Regions from separate parts of the Mus musculus genome. Here all the other regions are linked to region 1. A link is a contact called in public HiChIP or PLAC-seq, Micro-C and promoter capture Hi-C data. All regions are on one chromosome and are shown on one strand. Each heading gives the region's core, a stretch centred on a gene start, on an enhancer-like site or on the middle of the called end of the contact. The rest is flanking DNA. Distances are from core to core; before and after follow the strand shown.

Evidence for each region. Promoter capture Hi-C pulls out the DNA fragments that hold promoters and counts their contacts. A called contact is a pair of places that touch in the nucleus more often than the background predicts. HiChIP or PLAC-seq counts read pairs in DNA pulled down with a chosen protein or histone mark.
Region 2: a promoter capture Hi-C map of cranial neural crest shows a contact between it and region 1. The contact joins the promoter of Ran here to the promoter of Tmem132c in region 1. A contact is called at or near these places in 1 of 39 promoter capture datasets (cranial neural crest) and 1 of 115 datasets of contacts at active chromatin or transcription factors (astrocytes).
Region 3: a contact with region 1 is called in an H3K4me3 HiChIP or PLAC-seq map of forebrain, with 19 times the contacts expected there. The contact joins the promoter of Tmem132b here to the promoter of Tmem132c in region 1. A contact is called at or near these places in 5 of 39 promoter capture datasets (cranial neural crest, embryonic stem cells, frontonasal cranial neural crest and 1 more), 11 of 484 Hi-C or Micro-C datasets (cerebral cortex, cortical neurons, cranial neural crest and 4 more), 12 of 115 datasets of contacts at active chromatin or transcription factors (SST interneurons, astrocytes, embryonic forebrain and 5 more) and 1 of 9 other capture datasets (embryonic stem cells).
Region 4: a Micro-C map of embryonic stem cells shows a contact between it and region 1, with 3 times the contacts expected there. The contact joins the promoter of Fzd10 here to the promoter of Tmem132c in region 1. A contact is called at or near these places in 8 of 39 promoter capture datasets (the 3T3-L1 cell line, cranial neural crest, embryonic stem cells and 5 more), 2 of 484 Hi-C or Micro-C datasets (both in embryonic stem cells), 6 of 115 datasets of contacts at active chromatin or transcription factors (astrocytes, embryonic forebrain, embryonic hindbrain and 1 more) and 1 of 9 other capture datasets (embryonic stem cells).
Region 5: a contact with region 1 is called in an H3K4me3 HiChIP or PLAC-seq map of forebrain, with 10 times the contacts expected there. The contact joins the enhancer-like site here to the promoter of Tmem132c in region 1. A contact is called at or near these places in 3 of 115 datasets of contacts at active chromatin or transcription factors (astrocytes, embryonic forebrain and forebrain) and 1 of 9 other capture datasets (embryonic stem cells).
Region 6: a contact with region 1 is called in a Micro-C map of embryonic stem cells, with 2.0 times the contacts expected there. The contact joins the enhancer-like site here to the promoter of Tmem132c in region 1. A contact is called at or near these places in 2 of 39 promoter capture datasets (cranial neural crest and pre-B cells) and 2 of 484 Hi-C or Micro-C datasets (both in embryonic stem cells).
Region 7: an H3K4me3 HiChIP or PLAC-seq map of embryonic limb bud shows a contact between it and region 1, with 11 times the contacts expected there. The contact joins the promoter of Aacs here to the promoter of Tmem132c in region 1. A contact is called at or near these places in 2 of 39 promoter capture datasets (cranial neural crest and second pharyngeal arch cranial neural crest) and 5 of 115 datasets of contacts at active chromatin or transcription factors (embryonic forebrain, embryonic hindbrain, embryonic limb bud and 2 more).

Annotation. Positions count from the first base shown.
Region 1 is chr5:127,240,227-127,243,075 of GRCm38.p6, reverse strand. It overlaps Tmem132c (transmembrane protein 132C), which reads right to left and starts at 1,250. Exons shown (of 9, transcript NM_175432.3): 1 at 1,056-1,250. The coding sequence starts at 1,161.
Region 2 is chr5:129,018,743-129,021,525 of GRCm38.p6, reverse strand. Ran (RAN, member RAS oncogene family) reads right to left here and starts at 1,370. Exons shown (of 7, transcript NM_009391.3): 1 at 1,248-1,370; 2 at 952-998; 3 at 758-842; 4 at 535-660. The coding sequence starts at 987.
Region 3 is chr5:125,530,554-125,533,812 of GRCm38.p6, reverse strand. Tmem132b (transmembrane protein 132B) reads right to left here and starts at 1,395. Exons shown (of 9, transcript NM_001190352.1): 1 at 1,123-1,395. The coding sequence starts at 1,183.
Region 4 is chr5:128,599,527-128,602,482 of GRCm38.p6, reverse strand. Fzd10 (frizzled class receptor 10) reads right to left here and starts at 1,377. Exons shown (of 1, transcript NM_175284.3): 1 at 1-1,377. The coding sequence starts at 1,265. Fzd10os (frizzled class receptor 10, opposite strand) reads left to right here and starts at 1,796. Exons shown (of 6, transcript NR_015517.2): 1 at 1,796-1,946.
Region 5 is chr5:125,657,158-125,660,350 of GRCm38.p6, reverse strand. All of the region lies in intron 3 of Tmem132b (transmembrane protein 132B), which reads right to left. Among named protein-coding and RNA genes, the nearest start is that of Gm32811, 110 kb to the left of the region's middle. Within about 2 kb of position 1,905, at least 25 of the 459 cell types and tissues checked have an H3K27ac peak or open chromatin away from gene starts, as enhancers often do. A contact at or near this core is called in astrocytes, embryonic forebrain and forebrain, where this site is marked.
Region 6 is chr5:125,587,622-125,590,690 of GRCm38.p6, reverse strand. All of the region lies in intron 1 of Tmem132b (transmembrane protein 132B), which reads right to left. Among named protein-coding and RNA genes, the nearest start is that of Tmem132b, 57 kb to the right of the region's middle. Within about 2 kb of position 1,625, at least 85 of the 459 cell types and tissues checked have an H3K27ac peak or open chromatin away from gene starts, as enhancers often do. A contact at or near this core is called in embryonic stem cells, where this site is marked.
Region 7 is chr5:125,474,570-125,477,396 of GRCm38.p6, reverse strand. Aacs (acetoacetyl-CoA synthetase) reads right to left here and starts at 1,524. Exons shown (of 18, transcript NM_030210.2): 1 at 1,288-1,524. The coding sequence starts at 1,420.

The sequences.
Region 1 (2,849 bases), core at 1-2,500:
CCCAGTTTACCCGGGGCTCTGTGGAAACAGGACCCACTGGAAGGAAGCACAGCGTACATGGCAGGTTTGTCTGGGAATTGCTCCTCGAGTAAGGGGCATCCCCTGGTTTCACATGGTGGAGTAGAGACTTTTGTAAAGCAAATTCTACTTTTTAACGCCAATTGTCAACTTGTCTCCCCAGATACATTTCCAGCCCATCCTTGGAACCCCGGACAGGAGTGAGGTCTCGACATCTGTGCGGGGCGGATTAGAGCGAATCCTCAGTCCAGTCCGTGTCAAAGGCTGAGCTTGAACCCGCCTCGCTGCGGGAGGGCTCAGGACTCCGGGGAACATCCGGGCTTAACCCACCGCACGCGAAAACCCCTTCAGGGCGCCCCCGCGACCGCACCCCGTAGCTCGCGGACCCTAAATGCCTGAAGCCAGCGGCTCCGATCTTCCAGTCCTGCCTGCCGCCGACCGGGCTCACAGAAGAGTAATAATATGACTTAGCGACCTTAAGCAGCAGCGAGCGCTCTGGCCAGGCTGCGTCAGCCGGTTTGCACAAGTCTCCAGAAACCTGCAGAGTCCGGATTCCCACGGCCCCCGGAGCAAAGGACCGAAGTGGGAGCCTAACGGCGAGTCGCTGGAAACCAGAGCGGTCCGATGCTTTCAATGCCACCGTTCGGTCTAATGTAGGGCGGAAAGTCTCAGGTTTCTCTAAAGCTGGGGAAGGGGCCGCGGGAAACCAGGGTCCTCCCCGCGTCCCGCAGCTGCACCGAGTCCCGGGTGTGTAGCCCAATGTAGAAGTCAAGGTGTAGCCCAGACCCAGAGTCCGGCAACCACGCCCCCCCCCCCCCCCCGCTCTCCTGGAGGGAGGCAGTAGGGCTTCGAGGTGGGCTGCCGCGGAGGATCCCTAGCACTGACTCTAATGCTCCAAGCTGAGGCTGGTGTCCGCTGTTTCCGTAGATGGAGGCTCTAAGATGGGACCCGGATCTCGCGCCGCTCTCTCCACCCTCGCCCCGGCTTTCCCGCAGCCTACTAGGGGACCTGGAGGTCCCCGCCAGCGCCCGCCTTACCTTGGCCCAGTAGCGTGGCTAGGACCAGGCTCAGCGCCCCGTACCGCGCCGCCCGCCTCGGGGCCGCGCCCTCGGAGCGCATCGTGGCCGCTGTCACGCCATCCATCGCCAGCCCCGGGACCGCGCCGGTTGCCCCATGCCCGGGGCCGCCCCCGGCAGCGCTCCGGCTCCGGCGGCTGCTCCTGAACGGGTCCGGACAACTTTTCTCGGGTTGCAGCCGCGGTCCTGCTGATCCCGCCCCCGGGACCGCCCACTTCGGGCCCGCCCACTACACCCTCCGGATCCGCCCACCTCCGGCCCCCGCTCGCGGCCAGAGGGATGGATGGAGGATGCTTGTGTGCCAGAGAGGTTCCCGGAGCGCAGGCCTCGGGAGGGAGACCCAGAGAGAGGACGAAGAGACTCAGAGACCTCGAATCCCTCTCCTCCTGCTGCTGATCGGCCGCCTCGCAGTCTCCTGCCTCCGCGCAACCATGTCCTGCAAGACGGCTCTGCCCAGGTGCTCACCACGCAGGATGGAGCTGGATCCTTGCTCCCTGCGACTTGCTCCCCCCACCCCTCACGGTCACTCGGGGCCGTCGGTTCCCCATCTACAACATTAGGTCCTCCTCTTCTGAGGGCTGGAGACAACTGGATTTCAAAGCCACGTGCAGCTGTGGAGGAACTATCTAAGCGAAAGATTGGATTCAGTGGGATGTGTTCGGATGTGTGCTCCGCGTGCACTGCGCTTGGGAACGCGCTGACTAACCCCACTGTCTTTAGAAACCGGCCTGGGGCATGTGGCAAAGGCGAGACTCTTTTGTGTCTCTCACCCAATGTACTTTAAAAAAAAAAAATCAACTGTGCAGGGTTAAAACAAAACAGCGACGCCATGTCTCCACCTCCCCCTCCCCCCCCCCAAAAAAAAACATGCCTCAGATGTGCCTCGGTGAGAGCGGTTTCTCTGCACACCCTGAACCCATTTTCTCCTGACTTCCCAGCACTCCCTTCTGGTCACCAGGTTCTAGCCATGTCCCTTTAGGCTTACCAGCCCTAGGGTTTCATCTGCTGGTCCAGGAGCCTGGGCAGTGTGCTGCACAAAGACCCTCTTGGGTCTGCAAGTGAAAGGTTCTCAGGATGCACGCGCGAGCCTCTATCTGCCACTAGCTCTCCAAACCTGGGGATCCCCACCCTGTTCTAAGCCTCACGCTGCATAGGCTCAGTGGTCCCTCTCCCAACCAGGGCTGACAGAATCCTGTTGACCAATCCTTTGGAAAAGCTTTCAAAAACAGTGATTGTAGAAGAAATACCAGGGCAAGAAGCAAGCTTTCCAACCCCCAGATCAGGAGAAGGCAGAAGCAGCCCAAGGAGCCCAGACCTTGGAGACTAGCTTGCACCCAAAACGCAACTGGGCTCTCACAGGCCAGGGAGGCAGCCACTTTATATTTAGGTGATGCAGGCCCTACTGTTCAGCTCACTAAGCCACGGTAGACACATCCTTAGGAAGCAATAACGAAGTCACATGAGCCCCAAGAGGGGAAGGCAGACTTAATCATTTGTTTGTTTGTTTTTTGTTTTTTAAGTCTGGAAGTCTCTAGAGAATGACTTTTTAAAAAAAACTCAAATATTTAGCAAAGGAGATGTGCAACAGCCCGTTATTTCAGACTGAGGGATGGAGTTTGTTTCATCCACTATCTCCCGTTCAATAATAGGAACAAGAATTTAAAACCCCAAGGGGTTCTCACCTCCACATCTACACCCTGAATCACCATATGGGCACCTACTGTCATGTCCTCCAATCTCTTGAACCTTAGATAC
Region 2 (2,783 bases), core at 121-2,620, 1.8 Mb before region 1:
AAGGATATTCATTCGTCTTTAAACACCAACAGACTCTTTCCCCACTAAGCTTTTTCGATTACTTTCAAGGAGAAAAGTAAAAGTACAGTTTCCATGAGGCGGCAGGTTTCACGTGTGAGAGAGGGCCTGGCTCCAGGAGGGGCTAGAGGTTTAGTATCTTGGGGCAAATGCTCACTACTTATTTTAATGATGGGAATAATCACGGGTAAGCTACTGCGTGTAGCCCTTAATTCAAGTTTCGAAAACCAAAAAGTGACCCGGGAGCTTTCCCAATAGCTTAGTCTCCTACTAAGTTCTGAAGCCACACAGTTTGCCCCAAATCAATGCCTAGCATGACACAGCATATGATCAAACGACACCACGGACGATTCTTATAAAAGAAAAAAAAAATCTCCTATCCACTCCAACCAGGTCGCCTCCCTCCAAGAGATTTCTGTCCCCTCTCCTTAGTCACCCGGCAACGGCTGGCTCTCCGGCTCATACCCCAAGCACATGTCCGAGGGCCTGGGCCCACTTCCGCAAGGCCCCCCTCACCTTGGATGTAGTAGCCATCGCGCAGGCCCCCGAACTTCTCCTGGCCGGCCGTGTCCCACACGTTGAACTTGATGGGTCCTCTGTTGGTATGGAAGACGAGCGGGTGCACCTCCACGCCCAGGGTGGCTGCGGGGAACAGGGCGGCAGAAGGGGTCAGCCGTGCACTGCCCGCCGCCTTCCCCCGGAGGCCTCGCTGCCGTGAAGCACCCCCGGCCGCACCTACCTACATACTTCTTCTCAAACTCGCCCGTCAAGTGGCGCTTCACGAAGGTTGTCTTCCCGGTGCCGCCGTCGCCCACCAGGACGAGCTAGATTCAAGAGACGAGGCGGCGGCGTGAGCGGTCCCCGCCATGCCGTCCCCTCCCGACCTCCCCGCTCGCTCGCCCTCCGAGGGCCCCCGTGCGGCCGCACACGCACCTTGAACTGGACCTGCGGCTCTCCCTGGGCGGCCATCGCGGCGGATCCTGCGGGGAGAGAGAGCGGCTGCGGCACGTGCGCCCCACAAAGGCCGCGGCCGGGAAGAGCGCGCGGGAAGGCGGGGACGCGGCGTGAGACGGTGGGGGGAAGGGAAGCGGGCTGAAAAAGCCCAGGGCGCTGCCCGTCCGCCTCGCCTCGCCTCGTCGCCAGCGCCGCCCCGCGCCCACCCGAAGGACACCCAAACCCTCCGGTCACCGCCCGCGCCCGCGCCCGCACCCTCCCGGCCTCGACGCTACCTTCCAGAAGAGTCTCCGCGCCTGTCCGACTGGAGCTGGAAAGATGGCGGAAGCGCGATTCAAATGCCGGAGACGCAGCGGACGCCGGCGCGCGGAGGGGGGGAGGAGCCGGGAGAGGGCGGAGCAACGGCGCCGCGCCCAACCACGCGGCGCGCGTGCACGCGCACGTCCGCTGGAGCCGTCCGACTCGGCCGGGGGCCCTCGGAGCGCCCAGGGCGGGAGAGGGGCGGCGGGTCACGTGGGCCGGCCGAGCGGGGACGCGCACGCACGCGGACCGTGAAGGGCCCGCGGGAGCCGGCGCTGAGCGCGGGCTGCCACGCGCATGCGCTGGCTGCGGGAGGCCGCGCGTTACGCGGGCGGCGGCCTAGCCAGGGGCCTCGTGGGCGGGAAAGGCGGGTGCTGCTTCTCGGTCGCTCGCTGCCGCTCAGCGGGCACCGCCCGACCTTCGTCCCCAAGTCCTGTGTCCACAGGCACCGGGGATCTCGCGGGCGGGCGATCGCTAAGTGTGCGCGGCCGCCGTCTGCAGAATGAATGGAGGGAATGAATGAGGGTGCGCGCGCCCGAGGCCCGGCTTGCGTCAGCCATGCGTGCCCGGCATGGACACGGCCTGGCCTTCCTGGGAGGATGGGACCGGATGCAGTTAGTCCAGGCGTTCAGCATCCCAGGGCCCTTCCTCTGTTGCGTGGTCTGAGTAATCTGTCTCGCAGAAGATACCCTACCCTGGCTCCCTCCTGAGCAGCAATTGACCAGCAAATACAGATGCTGCTGGGGAAATGGAAAATGTATCTCTGATGACCAGAGCTTGGGGGCCCTGCTGTTACTTTGTACTATGCAATCTAAAAGGAGCCAGCACAGGCCTTAGGGTTCCAAGGCTAGCCTGGGCAACTTAGGTAGAAGACAGGTGGGAAAGTGTGCACAAAAACTATAACATAACGTTAACATAGTATGTTTAATGGAACGTCAGTTACATATTTATATAAATACAAAGTTACTATATTTTGGAGTATATGTAACAAGTCGGCTACAAGGGGCTATGCTGTGAGCTGTATTCAATAGAGGATATAACAGGAGGTGGAGATCAAACAGAGTTTAGGAGAAAAACGGTCAACCCGCCTAGTTCCAGTTTGGTAGATTGTTGATACAATGTAGCACCTGGTGCTGGGTGGTGACATCACCAGTGACCCTCTCCCCGAGAAAACTTATCATGAACTTACTTGTCCTGGCAACCAGCCTGCCGAACCGCATCATCTGGTGGCCTGGTTTGTGTTACTAACTGGCCCACGCTTAGAACTTACAAAGAACCTCATCCTAAGAAGCCGAGGGAAACAAGAGAATACACTCAAGCGGGCATAGGCGCAGCTCTCCCTGCAAGCACTGTCTGGACTGCCCACTGCTGCCTGGTTTACAGCATTTTCTTTGCCATCCAACGTGAACTGCAAACCTATTCTTAGCCTGAACTTTAAAACTTAACATGTATGAGTACTGGGGGTGTGGGTGTTGGTCGGGAGACAGCTATAGACAGGCTATTTGTACAGC
Region 3 (3,259 bases), core at 146-2,645, 1.7 Mb after region 1:
TGAGGTCATCTAGAAGGAAGGCAATATTTACTTTTGCCTATGCACAGTCATCCTTCCAAACAAGTTGGCATCCAGGTTTACTCCTAAGTGCGACCTCACCCAGGCAGTCGGAGCCGCAAAGTTGAGGGTGCATTTTTCCTTCCGCGTTCTGGGTATCTGTACGGTCGGTTTTTGTTTTAAGGAATGGGAAGCGAAGCTCTCAGTCTAAAGCTACCTGCTCCCAAAACGTGGGCTTTAAAGGTCTGGAGAACACAGCCCTCATACGCACATGAACAGGGCTCGTGACTGTCGCTTCTTCCCAGCCTTTGGGATTGTCTCTACTTGCCTGGGGTGGGGGAGGGGGGTACTGTCATTTTAGGATAAGCTTCCTCTACAACCAACACGTAGCAACACCGAGGTGGCTGAACCTAGCCAACTCCATCCCAGGCTGCAAACAGCATATAACTGGCTATTCTGACTTCCCCCATTCGCGGGGTTTAGGCGACAGCTGCGCAGGTGCCAGTCTGGAGCCAGACTCCCGGATCCCGGGGCGAGGGCTCTGAACACCTTCACGTTAGACATCACTAGGTGCCTGAGCGGACCACGCTCCCGGGTCCTGCTAGACCACGTATGGGTCAGGGTGCTGGGACGACCCGCGCTTCCAGAGGGTGAGCGGCAGGGTCACCTGGCTGCCTGCGGAAGCTACTTTGGGAGACAGCGGGAGCCACTTGGGGGAGCGGGTAGCTTTGGGAGGCTGGAAACAGAGGGGCAACCAGGCGCGGGAAGGACTGCAGCCAAGCCAGACATGGCCAGCCCAGACGACCTCCAGGCCCCGCAGGTGTCCAGACAACAGGACAGCAATCCACGGACGCTGGGCCACTACATCTCCAGCAGACCCCGGGGCCCGGGTGCCAGGCAGCGTAAGGAGGGGTATTTCAGGGAGCCCTGCCTGTGGCTCCCGGAGCCCCAAAAGGATCCAAAGGGCAGCTGGGACTGGAGAGGAGGCAAAGGGGACGCGCGCGGGGTTTGGGCCGCCCGGGGCTCCCCAGACCCGCCAAGAGCAGGAGGCGGCGGCCGCCCGGGACTTGGGACCCAGGCAGCAACTTTGCGCGCGGGGTCGGGGAGGGGACGCGGCCGCGTTACCTGCGCAGCGGAGCGCGCTCAGCGCCAGCAGCAGCCCGAGCGACGCGGCCGGGGCCCGCATGGTCCTCCCGGGAGCCGGCGCCGGGCTCCGCTCGCTCCTGCGCCGCCGCCTCCCGCACCTCTCAGCTCCGCGCTCGGCCGCCGGCTGCAGACGGCGCCCGGGCTCAGCGCGCGCCCGCCCTGCACTTGGCCGGAGTTGCGCGGCCCCCGCCGGCGCCGCGGCTCCTGCGCCCCAGCGCGCGTCCCATCCCGCCGCCGCCTCGGCCAGCGCCAGCTGCCGGCCGCCCCTCCAGCCAGCGCGAGAGTGAGCGAGCCGAGCAGGGAGGAGGGGAGGGAGGAGGGAGGAGGAGGGGAGCAGCCAGGAGGGAGGAGGAGGGAGGAGGACAGGAAAGGAGGAGGAGGAGGGAGAAGGGGAAGGGAGGAGGAAGGAGGAGGGAGAGGAGGAGGAGGAATGGGGCTAGAAGAAGAGGGAGGAGGATGGAGTTAGGGAAGGAAGGAGATGAAAGGAGGAAAGGAAGGGGAGAAGAAGAGGAATAGGGAAGAGAGGAAGAGAGAGGAGGAACATACCCAGAGATGTTAAAGAATAGAAAAAGAGGAGGCAGGGAGGTGTCCTCCCCCCCCCCCAGTCCCCTCCCCTCCTCCGGGCCAAGACACCAGGCGGCCACCCAGCGGTTAAGCGTCAGGATGTGTCACTCACTCCCAGGGGAGAGCACAGGGCCGCCAAGGCCTGTGGAGACCCGAATAGGTAGTCGGGCAGGGACAGAGAGAGCGTTTAGAGTGCGGAGCGGGTTCCCAGGGAGTGTTGGGAGGGAGCGCAACGCTGGGCGTCCCCGGGGTTGAGAAGGCAAGCAAGCTACCGGAGAGGCCCGCAGAGGAGGCATCTGTGAGGGATAGATTGCTGCGCGCAGACTAGGGCACGTGATAGATGTGGTGTGGCCTGAGAGCCCGCAAGAGTATCTACCAGCCTCAGGCAGATCAGAGCGCTCTTTCTGTGCTAAGGAGTGGGGAGAGGAGGCACGGCTCCGCCACCAAGGCAGGTCGTCCGATATGTCCACGAAGTGGGCCAGGCTTCAGCCCGGCGTGGGAAGAGAGTCCCAGCTTACAGGGACCAAGAAACTACAGTCCCTTTGAATGCACAGCCTAGTCCAGGCGACAGGTTGAAACAGGGAAGCTCCGAGGTGCTTCTCTGAGAGGCCCTGGAAGTTCCCTTCACCAGGCTGCAAAGCCAGACAGAGGCTGTGGTGTCTAAACACCTGAATTAGAGTCTGGGTTCTGCTCAACCTGCCACCAGTTTCTGGTGTCCTGGCTTGGCGTAGAAAAATGGGTCAGAAGCCGGGAGTGGTGGCGCACGCCTTTAATCCGAGCCCTCGGGAGGCAGAGGCAGGCGGATTTCTGAGTTCGTGGCCAGCCTGCTCTACAAAGTGAGTTCCAGGACAGCCAGGGCTATACAGAGAAACCTTGTCTCGAAAAACCAAAAAAAAAAAAAAAAAAAAAAAAAGAAAAAGAAAAAGAAAAAGAAAAAGAAAGAGAGAGAGAGAAAGAAAGAAAGAAAGAAAGAAAGAAAGAAAGAAAGAAAGAAAGAAAGAAAGAAAGAAAGAAAGAAAGAAAAAAAGAAAGATGGGTCAGACCTCAAATCAGTCAACAGGGATGATGCAGACTGTGGCCCAGCATCCTTAGTTGAGAACCCAGGGCAGGCAAAACTCATAATCCTCCAAAGAGCCTCAATTTCCCAACCTGAGACATAAAGTCAGGGCAGCCTCTAGCTGGTATTCCCAGGAATGCACACAGGAAACCCCTGACCCGATCCGCCAAGGGTAACACCCTCATGCTCGCTGCAGCCGTTATCACCGTGTCTGATTTGCCTCCATGGGCGAGTATCAGCACACTCCGGCCTTCCCAGCTGGTGAGGGGGCTGGTGGACCTACTTCATTAGTAGGGACTCATTAGTCCAGGCAGCTCCAGGCTCTTCCACAATTTTTTAAAAAAGAAGAAAAGAATAAGGAGCAGGAGCAGGTTAGTTACCAAGAACAAATTCTGCTCTGCCTGCAGCCCTCCTTCATAAGGAATCCTGTCTTTGCCATGCTCCTGGCAAAGGCATCAATAGGTGGACAGTGGGTTCTGGGTTTCTTTCTTTCTT
Region 4 (2,956 bases), core at 128-2,627, 1.4 Mb before region 1:
AATAAAGCCACAAAGCCGGACAGGATGAAGGAAGTGCCGATGACTAGGTAGCAAGCCAGCGGGACCAGCACGAAGCCGGTCAGAGCATTGACATCCATGCTGCCCACATAACACACACCAGTGAGCTCATCCCCTGCCACCCTGCGCATCACCAAGATCAAGATAGTCTTCACAGCCGGGATGGCCCAAGCTGCCAGGTGAAAGTAGCTGCTGTTGGCTTCAATGGCCTCATGGCCCCACTTCTTTCCAGCAGCCAGGAACCAAGTGAGGGTGAGGACCACCCACCATAAAGAGCTGGCCATGCCGAAGTAGTAAAGTACCAAGAAGACTAAGGTACAGCCCGTGCTCTCCAGTCCTTCCTGGATAACATACAGCTGCCCACTGTCCCGGTCACAAGCGATGCTCTCCGCGCCCGCGAAGAGGCGGATGATATAGCCCACCGAATAAACGCAGTAGCACATGGAGAGGAAGATGATAGGACGTTCGGGGTACCTGAAGCGCGATGGGTCGATGAGGAAGGTGAGCACGGTGAAGGCGCTGGAGAAGAAGCACAGCACGGACCAGATGGCCAGCCAGACCACAGCGAAGCGCTTGTCGTCGCGGCTCCAATACACATCCACCCCCGGAGTGCAAAGCGGTGCGCAAGATTCGCTCTTCTCCACATGGTGGAACTTGCCTGGGTTGTCACAACCTGCGCGCCCCGGACCCCCGTCCTTTAGTGGGTGCTCCTGCGCGCTGTGGGGCCTCTGGGGCCTGAAGAGCGGAGGAAACATGCCAGAGCCCCGGCTGGGCTCATCCGAGCCGTTGTTGGGTGCCTCCATGCACAGGTAGTTGGGGTCGTTCTTGTTGGGGAGCTTGCTGCAATCCAGGGAGTCCGGCCACCTGAATTTGAACTGCTCCATGATCGGCGAGCACTTGAGCCGGGCCTGCTCGCACATGACCCGGCAAGCAGGGATGGGTGTGGAGACCTGCTCGGTGCACATGGGCGCGTACAGCGAACACAGGAAGAAGCGAAGGTGGCTGTGGCAGCCGTACTCCACGAGCGGCGCGAACTCGTGCAGTTGGATGGCCGCCTCGCGCTGGTTCTCGTGACCCATCAGGTTGGGCATGCGGGTGGTGTTGTAGCCGATGTCCTTGCACATGGGAATCTCCACCGGCTGGCACTTGCCGTCTCCAGGGCGCTCTAAGTCCATGGAGCTGATGGCCGTGCACGAGCCTATCATCACCTGCAGCACCAGCCACAGGCGCGGGCCCGGGTGTTGCATGGTGGCGCCCTCAATGTCCCAGCGCCGCTCAGGGCCGCCGCTCCCGGGCACGGGCTGTTGCTGCTGCCCGCGGCTCCGCGCCCCGGCTCGGGCCCCCGCGCATGCCCATCCAGTCTGGCCGGAGCGCTCGCGGCGCCCGGGGCCACCGCGGTGGGCGCGCGGCCTCAGCGGAGTCGGGGGGCGGCGGGGGAGGGGAGCGAAGTTTGCAAACAATACGGCGGAGCGAGCGCCGCTCAGCGCGCAAACTTTGGCCTCTTCTTCCGGGCGCGGGCGATCGCGGACCGCGGTGGGGCAGCGCGGGCACACCGTGGCCCTGGGCCCTGGAGCTCCTCCCTCCCGGCGCCCGCAGCTGCTTCCAGCACGGCGTCCCGGGATGAGAAGACTTGCAAAGAGGCAAAGAGTAGCAAAGAGGGAAAAAAAAAAAAAAAAAAAGCAAAGCCGATTGGTGACAGGCCCCGCCTCCGCCCGCCGCCCCGCCCCGCTGCTGCTTTGCATCAGAAAGCCTTGCGCCCCGGGCAGCCTCCGCCCTCAGCCCCAGCTTGGGGCTGGACCCCAGCCTCCAGCCTCACCTCCTGCCGGCCTCTCTGCTTGCCCTCCCCGCCCCAGAGGGGGGGTGGGAGGCCTTGAGATTGTCCCCGGTACCCCAAGGACGCCGAGGTTACGGGAAGTTTGGGGACTCGGGTAAGGGTGGTCCTCACCCGGGGTTGGGGGCTGGGGACGCATCTTCTACTTTTACGACCGGGCCCTGGCGGAGGGCACTTTCAAAGAGACACGGGATTTGCGTTTTATGACCGTGCTCATAAAAAAGTGGCCCCTCGGCTTGTAAAGCTGCCCGCATCTTCCCGAAGCCGGGGGTTTGCTGCCCGGGGCGCGGAGCTCGGACTCCGGGGAGGGGCTGCCTTTGAAATTTCAAAAGGGCCGAGTGCAGGGGAGGGGGAGGGGACTTGGGAAGCCGGAGTTTAGGGCCTCTTCTGCAAGGTCTACTCAAAGAAAGAAGGGAGGGGGCGGGGAGGAGACTTTCCGGGCCGCTGACACCCCGCACCCCGAGAAGAGGGGCTTGGCTTGAATCGTGGTGACCCTTGCCCCGCCAAGGCCACCGTGTTGGGGACCATCGCGCCAAGCCGGCTGGTGGTTTCTCCAAGCGGCTGAGTTTATTTATTATAGGAAGTTGTGTATTTATATTATTTGGCGAAAGATGTGCTCGGCCTGCGTCCTCCTGGGAGGCGGAGGCTGAGCCCCGGCCTACACGCGCACGGCTGGTTCCCACGCAGAGTGGTGGGGCCTCTCCGTGCCTTGCTATGCTGGCTCCTGCCCCTTGGTTGGTTTTGGGCTAATCTGTGATAAGGACACAGAGCTTCAACCTCCTTCCCCCGCACAGGGAGTGAGTGCACCATGGGAGCCCACCGCAGTCCTTAGATGTCCGAGAGATCTGGGGTGCGGCACCTGTCGCGGACTCTTGGCTTTGGATAAACAGCCCTCAGGGCGGTGGCCCACTCTCTCCTTAGACCCCACCCCACCCCCATTCAGGTCTGCGTTTTAAGTGTCTGGGAAACTACCAGGACCTCCAGTGCGGACTCCCCCAACTGCATAGGTGCAGCTAAGTCCCCTGCTCATCTTTCGGCCAGTCAGTCTTGCGCACCCCAGGGCCGAGTTGGGTGCACAGATGCCTGGAAGCCTTCAGTGGCTCCAGC
Region 5 (3,193 bases), core at 656-3,155, 1.6 Mb after region 1:
TGTATAAAATGTGTGGTATGTATGGCATGTGTGTGCAATGTTGTATATGTGTTATGTGGATTGTTTGTGTGTGTGTGTGTGTGTGTGTGATGTGTGAACCTGAGTGTGTGTGTGTGTGTGTGTGTGTGTGTATAAAATGTGTGGTATGTATGGCATGTGTGTGGAATGTTGTATATGTGTTATGTGGTTTGTTTGTGTGTGTGTGTGTGTGTGTGTGTGTACACACGCACACGTGCACTCAGGTGTTTGTGTGTGAGAAGCTGTACATATTTGTATGGAAGCTCCAGGTCACTCTCAGGAACTGTTGTTCTTCAGATGCTGTCTACCTGTGTTTCAGAGTCAGAGTCTCTGTTGTCCTAAACTTCACCAAGTAGCATAGACTGAGCAGCAAGCTGCAGGGGTCCATGTGTCTGTCTGTCATGACTGGTATTGCAAGCAAGCACCGCCACACCCAAGATTTTTGGATTTCGGGTTTTGTTTTGTTTTTTAGGTTTTGAGCATTGAACACAGGTCCTCCTTCACTGGCTGACACTACACACACACACACACACACACACACACACACACACACACACACGAGAGAGAGAGAGAGAGAGAGAGAGAGAGAGAGAGAGAGAGAGAGAGAGAGAGAGAGGAATCACCCTGCACTTCCTTGCTTGATGAAATTATTTTCTTACACAAACCTCAGTCTTAGCCTAGCTGGCAAATCTCTCTGTGTCCCTCAGTAGAGCCCCCACACACATACATCTACTCCCACCCCTTACCCCCAGCCCTTCTGTGCCTTCCTGGACCAGTCAGAATTACAAACCTGATTCCCTTTAGTCACTGAGCCCAAGCTGTGATTCCCACAAACTTCCTCAAGTATCAGGCTCTACCCCCCTCACCACCCGGCAGCCTGCAGTTCCCAAGGTGGCTGCTATCCCCTTATTTTACTGGTTCTCAACTTGCAGACCCTCCTTCCCCATTCTCTCCCTCTGACCCCTGCTTTATTCTCCCCTCTCTACCTCCCGGACAGACATCCTCCTACCTCATTGTCCTTACTGTTCAAATGCACAGAGGCCGCCCCCACTCGGACCCCCCACCTCCCAATTAGGAATCGCTCCAGAATTCCCTAGAACCTTCAATGGCCGGCTGTTGCCTTTCTATTAAACTCAAAGTACTTATTTCTTTTAATACGCAAGGAGCCCTCTGTTCGGATCGCTCGGGGGGGCTGGCATGGTGAGGTGTAGTCTCAGCTTTTAATGAGTACAATTCAGCATCGAATCATTCCAACCTCTGCATTGAAAGGTCTCTTGTTAGCTTCACAGAAGGGAGGAAAAGTATCCGAGCATGGCATTTTTAAGACCTCGCTTCTTAACCCAGAGCTGTTTCACGGTTTCCATCCTGATTGGAAACTGGCACCCATCAAGATGTCCTATGGGCTCCTTAAGAAAGAAAAAAAATAAAAATAAAAAGGAAGCAAAGGACCCGGATGCCCTCAGCTGCTTCCACATACTTTGGGGACAGTCTCCTTTTCTTCCTTTGTGTCATGTTTATAGACAGAAATGTTCTCTTTTAAGCTTTAAGAAGAAAAAAAAAACCTTGTTATCATAAATAGCCTATATGAAAGACCTTCAAATATCACCCAGGCCCCTACTCCCAATTAATTGCAATACCAAGGGAATGCTAACTCTTGGTACCCCAGCTGGCAGTGGAATGATAGGGATAATCAGAAATATCACAAACACAGAGACAGAGAGGCAGAGAGAGACAGAGTAGACAGAAACATGCATGCACACACAACATCTGGTTTAGGTGAGTACCCCTTCATCCTCCCTCTGTGCAGTTGCTGGCACATATAGGCTTGCAGTGGAGAGCTCAGCTGACAAGAATTCAATGCCGGTCTATTCCAGACACCAGCTTTTTTTTTTTTAAGACAGGCTGCCATGGTTTTTAATGGCAACTTGGCATTCATAACAGGGCATCATCTACATAGGTGGGTCTGAGCCAGAGCACCCCCATCTCTGTTTAAACAAGCCCCTACTTGAAAGCTCCATTCAGCTCTCCAGGGCCACGTGCATGAGCAAAATAATAAGACACTGAGCGAGGACAAGGGCCGTCTTCTGTTGGGCCTGGCCCTGTTCCTGGGGAAGATCATGAAGACAACCTGCCCAAATAGTGATTAACAAGGCAGGGACAACCCAAAGGGCACTGGGATTGGCCATGGCATGGTGACAAACAGAGTCGGCACACACCATCCTAAGGCTCTCTGCCACCTCTGGGCTTTGGTGACAGTCACCTGCCCCCCACAAAAGGGGAATGTTCAATAAGCTCATGTGCACTGGGAACCTCCAAGAGTAGATAGTGAATGAAGGATGTAGAACATAAGGCCTTGGGGGAAGGGAGGAGAGGCCGCTCGTTCAGGCACTTGCTCTCTAAGCATGGGGGCCTGTGTTTGAGCCTCTGGCACCTGTAAAAAGCCAGGCATGGTTGTGCATGGTTATGCCTGTTACCCCAGCATTCAGGGTGGAGACATGTGGACCCTATGAGCTCACTCAGTCTGAACATTGGACTTCTGGTACAGTGAGAGACTCAAAATGAGAAGGCAGAAAGACTGAGGGAGGAAGACACTTCCTATGTTCTTCTGACATCCCGGGGCATGAGCTCAAGAACCCACACACTTATCTTCTTGCGCACACACACACACACACAACCACACACGCATACACAACCATACACATGCACACTCACACACACATACACAACCATTCACATGCACACTCACACACATGCACACCCACAACTACACACACAGCCATACACATGCACACTCACACACAACCACACACACACACAAAACCATACACATGCACACTCACACACACATGCACATGCAATCACACACACAACCATTCACATGTGCACTCTCATACACATACATACACATGCATGCACACATAAAACCATACAATACACACTCACAGACACTCACACACACAACCATACACATGCACACACATGTAACCATATACATGCACACTGATACACATGCATACTCACACACACAACCATACACATGCACACACACACAGGCACATTCATACACACATGCACACTCATACACACTCACACACACACACACATGCATATAAATGCGCACATAGGAATCCAAAGTCCCTTTCAAACACATGTGGTCACAGAGCCCGGATGCTTC
Region 6 (3,069 bases), core at 376-2,875, 1.7 Mb after region 1:
GCCTGAATATGGCCCTACTGACGCTTCATTACAGAGACTGACAGCCATGGTAATTATGCCTTTACAGGACCAACTATTCATCCTCCGTATCTTCCTGGTTCCTATCAGTCTGGTCCTTCATCAAGGACAGCTGGGCATCTGCCGGTCACGCCCCAGCTAATAGGCACACAGCAGGGACCCGAGTCTAACAGAGGTAACTCCGATTTCTCTCCAATGTTCAAATGTTGGAAACACTTCTCTAGAATATAATGTACCCAATGGATTGACATAGATCCAGGCTTGACTCCTGACACTCACAAGGCTTGCCTGCAATCTAACCTGGAGGGTTCCCTGAAGAAGCAGCGCCTGCTATTAGAAAAGGGTTACCACACCCCTATGTGACAGAAAAGTCTGACATCTAAGTCTTTAAGGGCCAAGTTCCCTGGGACATCTAAAAAGAGGGCTTGTGGGAAATTTGACCAAACCGGAACCACACCCAGATGTTAAAGAATTCAGCTGCTGCCCAAAGTGGGGAACACTAGTGTTGGGGTTCCCGTGGACTCTGGGGAACCCCAACACTAGTGAAATATGTTCACTCTCAGCGAGGAAGGGATGAAGAGACAGAGAGGTACGGGGAGTCATCAAATGCTTCCTACTTGTAAGCTAGTACTTGCCACCAGTGTGGTCTCCCAAGGTGTTCAGGAGTTCCTGGTGACTCTCTTTGTTCTAGAAAAGGGTCTGAGACTTAGTGGCAGTACTAGGAGCTTTCCTCACCATCTCTAACAGACTTCAGAGCCTGGGATCTCCACCCCCACCCACCCCACTCCCATCTGGGGCTCCTTCCAGCCTCTCCCCGGGGCTAATTTTCTCCGTATTGTTTTGTTTCGGTTAAGACAGGCTCTCCTGGAGCCCAGGCTAACTTCAAAACCACTGAGGGTGACCCTGAACTTCTAATCCTCCTGCTTCCACCTCCCAAACGCTGAATTTTACTTTCTCCTGAATCTTATGTCTATGGGACATCGTCTCAAAACTCCTTCCCTGCAGCCTTAGCTGCAGCCTAGCTAGCTGCGCCTGAGCCGGTCTCAGCAAGGGTGAACAGGTGTGGCCACACCCACTCTCCCTTGCCCCTGCGTTCTCCTCCTACTCCTCGCCTCTCCCAGCAGTCTCACTTTTCCAGGGGCTGGAAGGCTGGAGCCTTCCCTTCAGGAGGCTGGCTGCCCATGGAGACACTTTCTTTTCCCCTCTCCACCCTCAAGGCCAAATCCCCCGGGTTCTGCTAGGCAAGGCTCCTGCGGTGTTCCTTCCCACTAACAGAATTGCCTCACTCTCTCATTGAACAGTTAGTTGTCATGGAAATCACTTCTTTTGCTCTCAAAAGATTTGAGGGTCCAGGACATTTTATTTTTTTCTTGTTCTGCCTTAGACAGGCACCAGGCTCCTCCCCGCTGGGCTCTCCTACCCTACCCTCCTCCCCCGCCGGCCGCCTCCCCTCCCCATCATCAGCAGGGAAGTGGTAATTGCTGGCCCAACCCCCCAAAAGGTACCCTCGCTCGCGCCCCATCCTCCGTCTTTTCGGGCTCTCTGGCAGAAAAGCCACTCCCTGGCTTCCTGGTGGATGCTGGGGTCATGTGACTTTTCTGACCAATGATGTAGCAGCTGTCTGCCTGGGCACCTCCAAGCTGCAGATGCAACCTCTGGTCAGTAGCCTGTGGCCCTGTAGTGGAGCAAAGGAGGACTCAGGCAGCTTGGGATGGCTGGACTGTGGAAACTCCAATTCATTTGTGGCTACTAGACACCGAGCCGGAGAAATGGCTCAGCGGTTAAGAGCACTAGCTGCTCTTGCAGAGAACCTGGGTTCAATTCCCAGTACCCACACGGTGGTGGCTCACAACCATCTGTAACTACAAGCCCAGGGAATACAATGCCTTACTCTGGTGTCCACAGACACGGTGCACATTCAACTTATCAAAACACCCATACATATAAAATAAAAGTCAAGAAGCCTAAACAAATAAAGATAATTGATGGTTTAAGTGAATCTTCCTGCCATATTTCAGGTTACTATGTCTTCCTAGAAGGCTCCAGGCCCCAGTCTGAGGTTTCAGGCGGTTCAGGCATTCTCATGTATGTCTTTGTGCATTATAACTGAGGGCATGGAATCAGTCTATATAGATCAGGCACGGAGGTGCAGTGCGGTGGTTTGAATAGATTTGCCGCCCCCCATAGACTCATGTGTTTGAATGCTTGGCCCACAGGGCACTACTAGGAGGCGTGGCCTTGATGAGTGGGCGTGGCCCTGCTGGAGTAGGTGTGGCCTTGCCGGAAGACATGTGCAGCTATGGGGGTGGGCAATGAACTCTCCTAGTGCGGGAGCTCTACCCAGTGTGGGAGAGAGTCTCCTCCTGACTACCTATGGAAGTACAGTCCCAATCTGTTGCCTATTGATCAAGACTTAGCACTCTCAGCTCCTTCTCCTGCACCATGCCTGCCTGGTGCAAGCTGCCATGCTTCTCGCCGTGATGATAATGGACTGAAACCTCTGAAACTATAAGCCAGCCCCAACTAAATGTCTTGTTTTATATATATAAGAGTTGCCTTAGTCACCGTGCCTCTTCAGAGCAGTGTAAACCTAAAATATGCAGATATCCCAGGTACTCAGAAAGCAGAAGGCTGGAGGATAACAGGTTCAAGGGCTGCCTGGACTACAGACTGAATTCAGGTCTAGTCTGGGCAACTTTTCAAAATAAAAAGTGAAAAGAGAGCTGGGATGTAACTCAACGGTAGAGGCTGGCCTAGCATGTGTGAAGGCCTGACTACCATCCCCTGCATGATGAAGGAAGAGGAGGAAGGAGGGGAGGAGGGGGAGAAGGAAGAGAAGGAGGGAGGGGAGGAGAGAGAAAAGGAAGAGGAGGAAGGAGGAGAGGATGGGGAGAAGAAGAGCTATAATACAGCAAGAACAGGAAAGTCTAACACCAGACAAGATTGACTTAGGGCAGCTATTCCACTATCCCTCAGTTTCTGGGGCCTAAAAGTTAAAAATCAAGTGACCAGCAAGGGTGTGGCCATGCTAAAGTGCTAGAGATGATCATC
Region 7 (2,827 bases), core at 275-2,774, 1.8 Mb after region 1:
TGTGGAAGCTCTACCTCCATCTCCTGGCTCTCCAGCAGCGGGGTGCAGGCGCATAAGCAACAAGGGACTGTGGACAGCCTGGAAGACCAGCAACACAAAAGACCTGCATTTGGAGATTACCCTCCAGCCAGCAAGGGGGTGCACCACGCATAGGGGGCGGGAGAAGGACAGCCAAGTGCTGCTGAGACACTAGGAAGAAGACTCAGAGGGCTGGTGCTCAGGGTGGGAAAAAGAAAAGATTCAGGAAGGATCCGGAGACAGATCCTGGGAGCCAAGACAGACATTGATGCCAACGGAGACAAGGGGATCCCTGCAATTAGAGGGGTAACGGAGGTGAAAATGAAGAAGACAATCAACCAACCAACTCGAACTGAAAACCCCAGGCAAACACCTGAGAAGGGGGGCAGAGCAGGTGGAGGGACTAAGCAAGCCCCATGGATCCCTGGGAACGGCATATGGACAAGAACCTCGCCTGCCAAGGGCCTCTGCCCCACCCATAATCACACAGACCAGGGTGGTGGCTGGAAGCAGGATCTGTTTAGAGCTGGGGTAAGAAAGGACTCTACCTTAATTAACTTTAAAGGAAGGAGGAGGAACGAACTCTGACCTTTTCAGGAACCTGAAATTTCAAGCTGGTCCCTAGCAAAAGGCAGATGGAGGGAGCCTGTCACATGAAACCCGTGAACTCAAAAAGAACTGCAGATAAGGCCCGAAGGAAGCCCCCAACGAATGGAAGTCAAGACCTCAGGAGACATTTCCCAAGCAGGCAAGCCTAGCAAAAGATCGGAGGAACCAGAGGGTGTCTGCCACTTCCAGAGGGTGACTCGCCTGCAGAAAGGGGGCCTCTACAGGCCAGGCGGTGATGCTTCCCAAAACAGTGAAGGAAACATCATCAGAAGACCAGCACCTCCTAGAGGAGGGCCCAGAGCCAGGGGGCTCCCCCAACCCAAAGACAGGGACACTAGCCATCCATCCATCAGAGGCCCACGGCAACATCTAGGAGAACCTCTCTAGAGGGGGACCCCCAAGGCAACGAGGATCCCCCAATCCCTGTGCCATTCATCAAGGTACCTAAGTAGGGAAAGGGAGGGACCTCCCTAGAGGGGTACCCCCAAAGCAGGGGGCTTCCCCGACTGTAAGACAGGAACACTGGTCGGATATCCATCCAACAGAGGCTTATCCCAACAGCTAGCAGGGACCTTCCTAGGGCGGTCCTCCCTGGAGGGAACAGCTTCCGGGAAGGCCCGTGACGGGGGGGGGTGCACTAGCCGCGTGCCCCGTACTCACCAAGCGCCAGGCCGCAGGCGGTACCCACGGCCGCCCGGAAGCGGTCCATCTGCGTGTCCTTCTTGCTGTCAGGCTCCCACATCACCTGGCACTCCATGATCTCCTCGCGCTCGAGCCGCGCCAGCTTGGACATGGTTGCGGAGCTGCGTGGCCGGGGCTGCCGGGCTTTGGCTGAGAGCGGAGAGCGCAAGGCGTGGAGCGGATCAGCGGTGCGCCGACGAACCACAGCGCGAGACTGAACCAGCGCCGGCGCGGCCTGTGGGACATCCGGCCTGGTCACACCCCCAGCAGCCTTCGCCACGCCTCCAGAAAGCCACGCCTCTTGAGACCACGCCCTCTTCTGTAACCCTCCGCCGCGCCGCGCCTGCAAAAGGTGCGCTTGCTGCCAAAAAGAGTGCCTCGCCTGCGCAGGCGCGATAAGCATGTTCCACGCCCTCACTTATTGCACAACTTACCGGGTGTTGCTCTGTTTACTTATTGCCCTCGTTCGTTCGTTCATTCATTCACTTATTCAAATTAAGTTGCTCCTCCAACACTCACTTTAGCTGCGGAGATGTCTTAAGCCTAAAACGCGTGCAGAAGACCTCTAAAATGCGTGTCCGTGTCGCGTGTGCTCACTCACAGGGATGCTGTAGCAGGGATACATGGGGTATATAATGTAACATAAGATACTGAGTGAGTGAGACCTCAAGTCTATCGTCAAGACTGAAAATAAAAGCGTTAAGCACAGGACATTCTGGGGCAAGCCTGAAACCCAGCACTTTAAAGACTAAGACAGGAGGATGACAGTAAGTTCCACTCCAGCATGGACCTCAAAGCAAAACCCTGTAATCGGAATACTTGGGAGGTAGAGGTGGGAGAGGCGTCTGGGCTTTAAGATTATTCTTGTAACAGAGTGAGTTCAAGACTAGCCGGGGCGCCGGGCGTGGTGGCGCACACCTTTCTTTAATCCCAGCACTTGGGAGGCAGAGGCAGGTGGATTTCTGAGTTCGAGGCCAGCAGAGAAACCCTGTCTCGAAAAACCAAAAAAAAAGAAAGAAAAGAAAAGAAAAGAAAAAGACTAGTCCGGGCAAACTTTAAAAAGCCATGTGTTAAAACTAAAAGAAAAGAGAGGGCTAGGGATGTGACTCCATGTTGCTCACAGTGGCTTGCAGGTGACAGAAGGGAGCTTTAGGAAATCTTGCAGGTTTCCGAACAAAGAGAGGAGTCAGTGTCCAGGGCCCCCCAAGCAAGAATACTGTGTCCTGTGGGGTGTGCACGTTCAACTAACTGAAAAGGCCCAGGTCTTTGAAAAGGCCCAGGTCTTTGGTACTATAGCCCTGGAGTAGCAAAGTCAGTGAACGAAACGGTAGCAGCTTAAGTTCGTCCTGGGGGAACATCAGAGATGCTGGCTTTGAATCTGGGGGAGAGCATCAGAAGGTTCCTACAGAGAGAACGCATGCTCAGATCCTACTATGATGAGAACCTTCTGGATGCTAATAGTCTTGTCAGTCCATTTGGTACTTTGCTGTCTACCCAGTGTCTAAAATAACTGAAAACA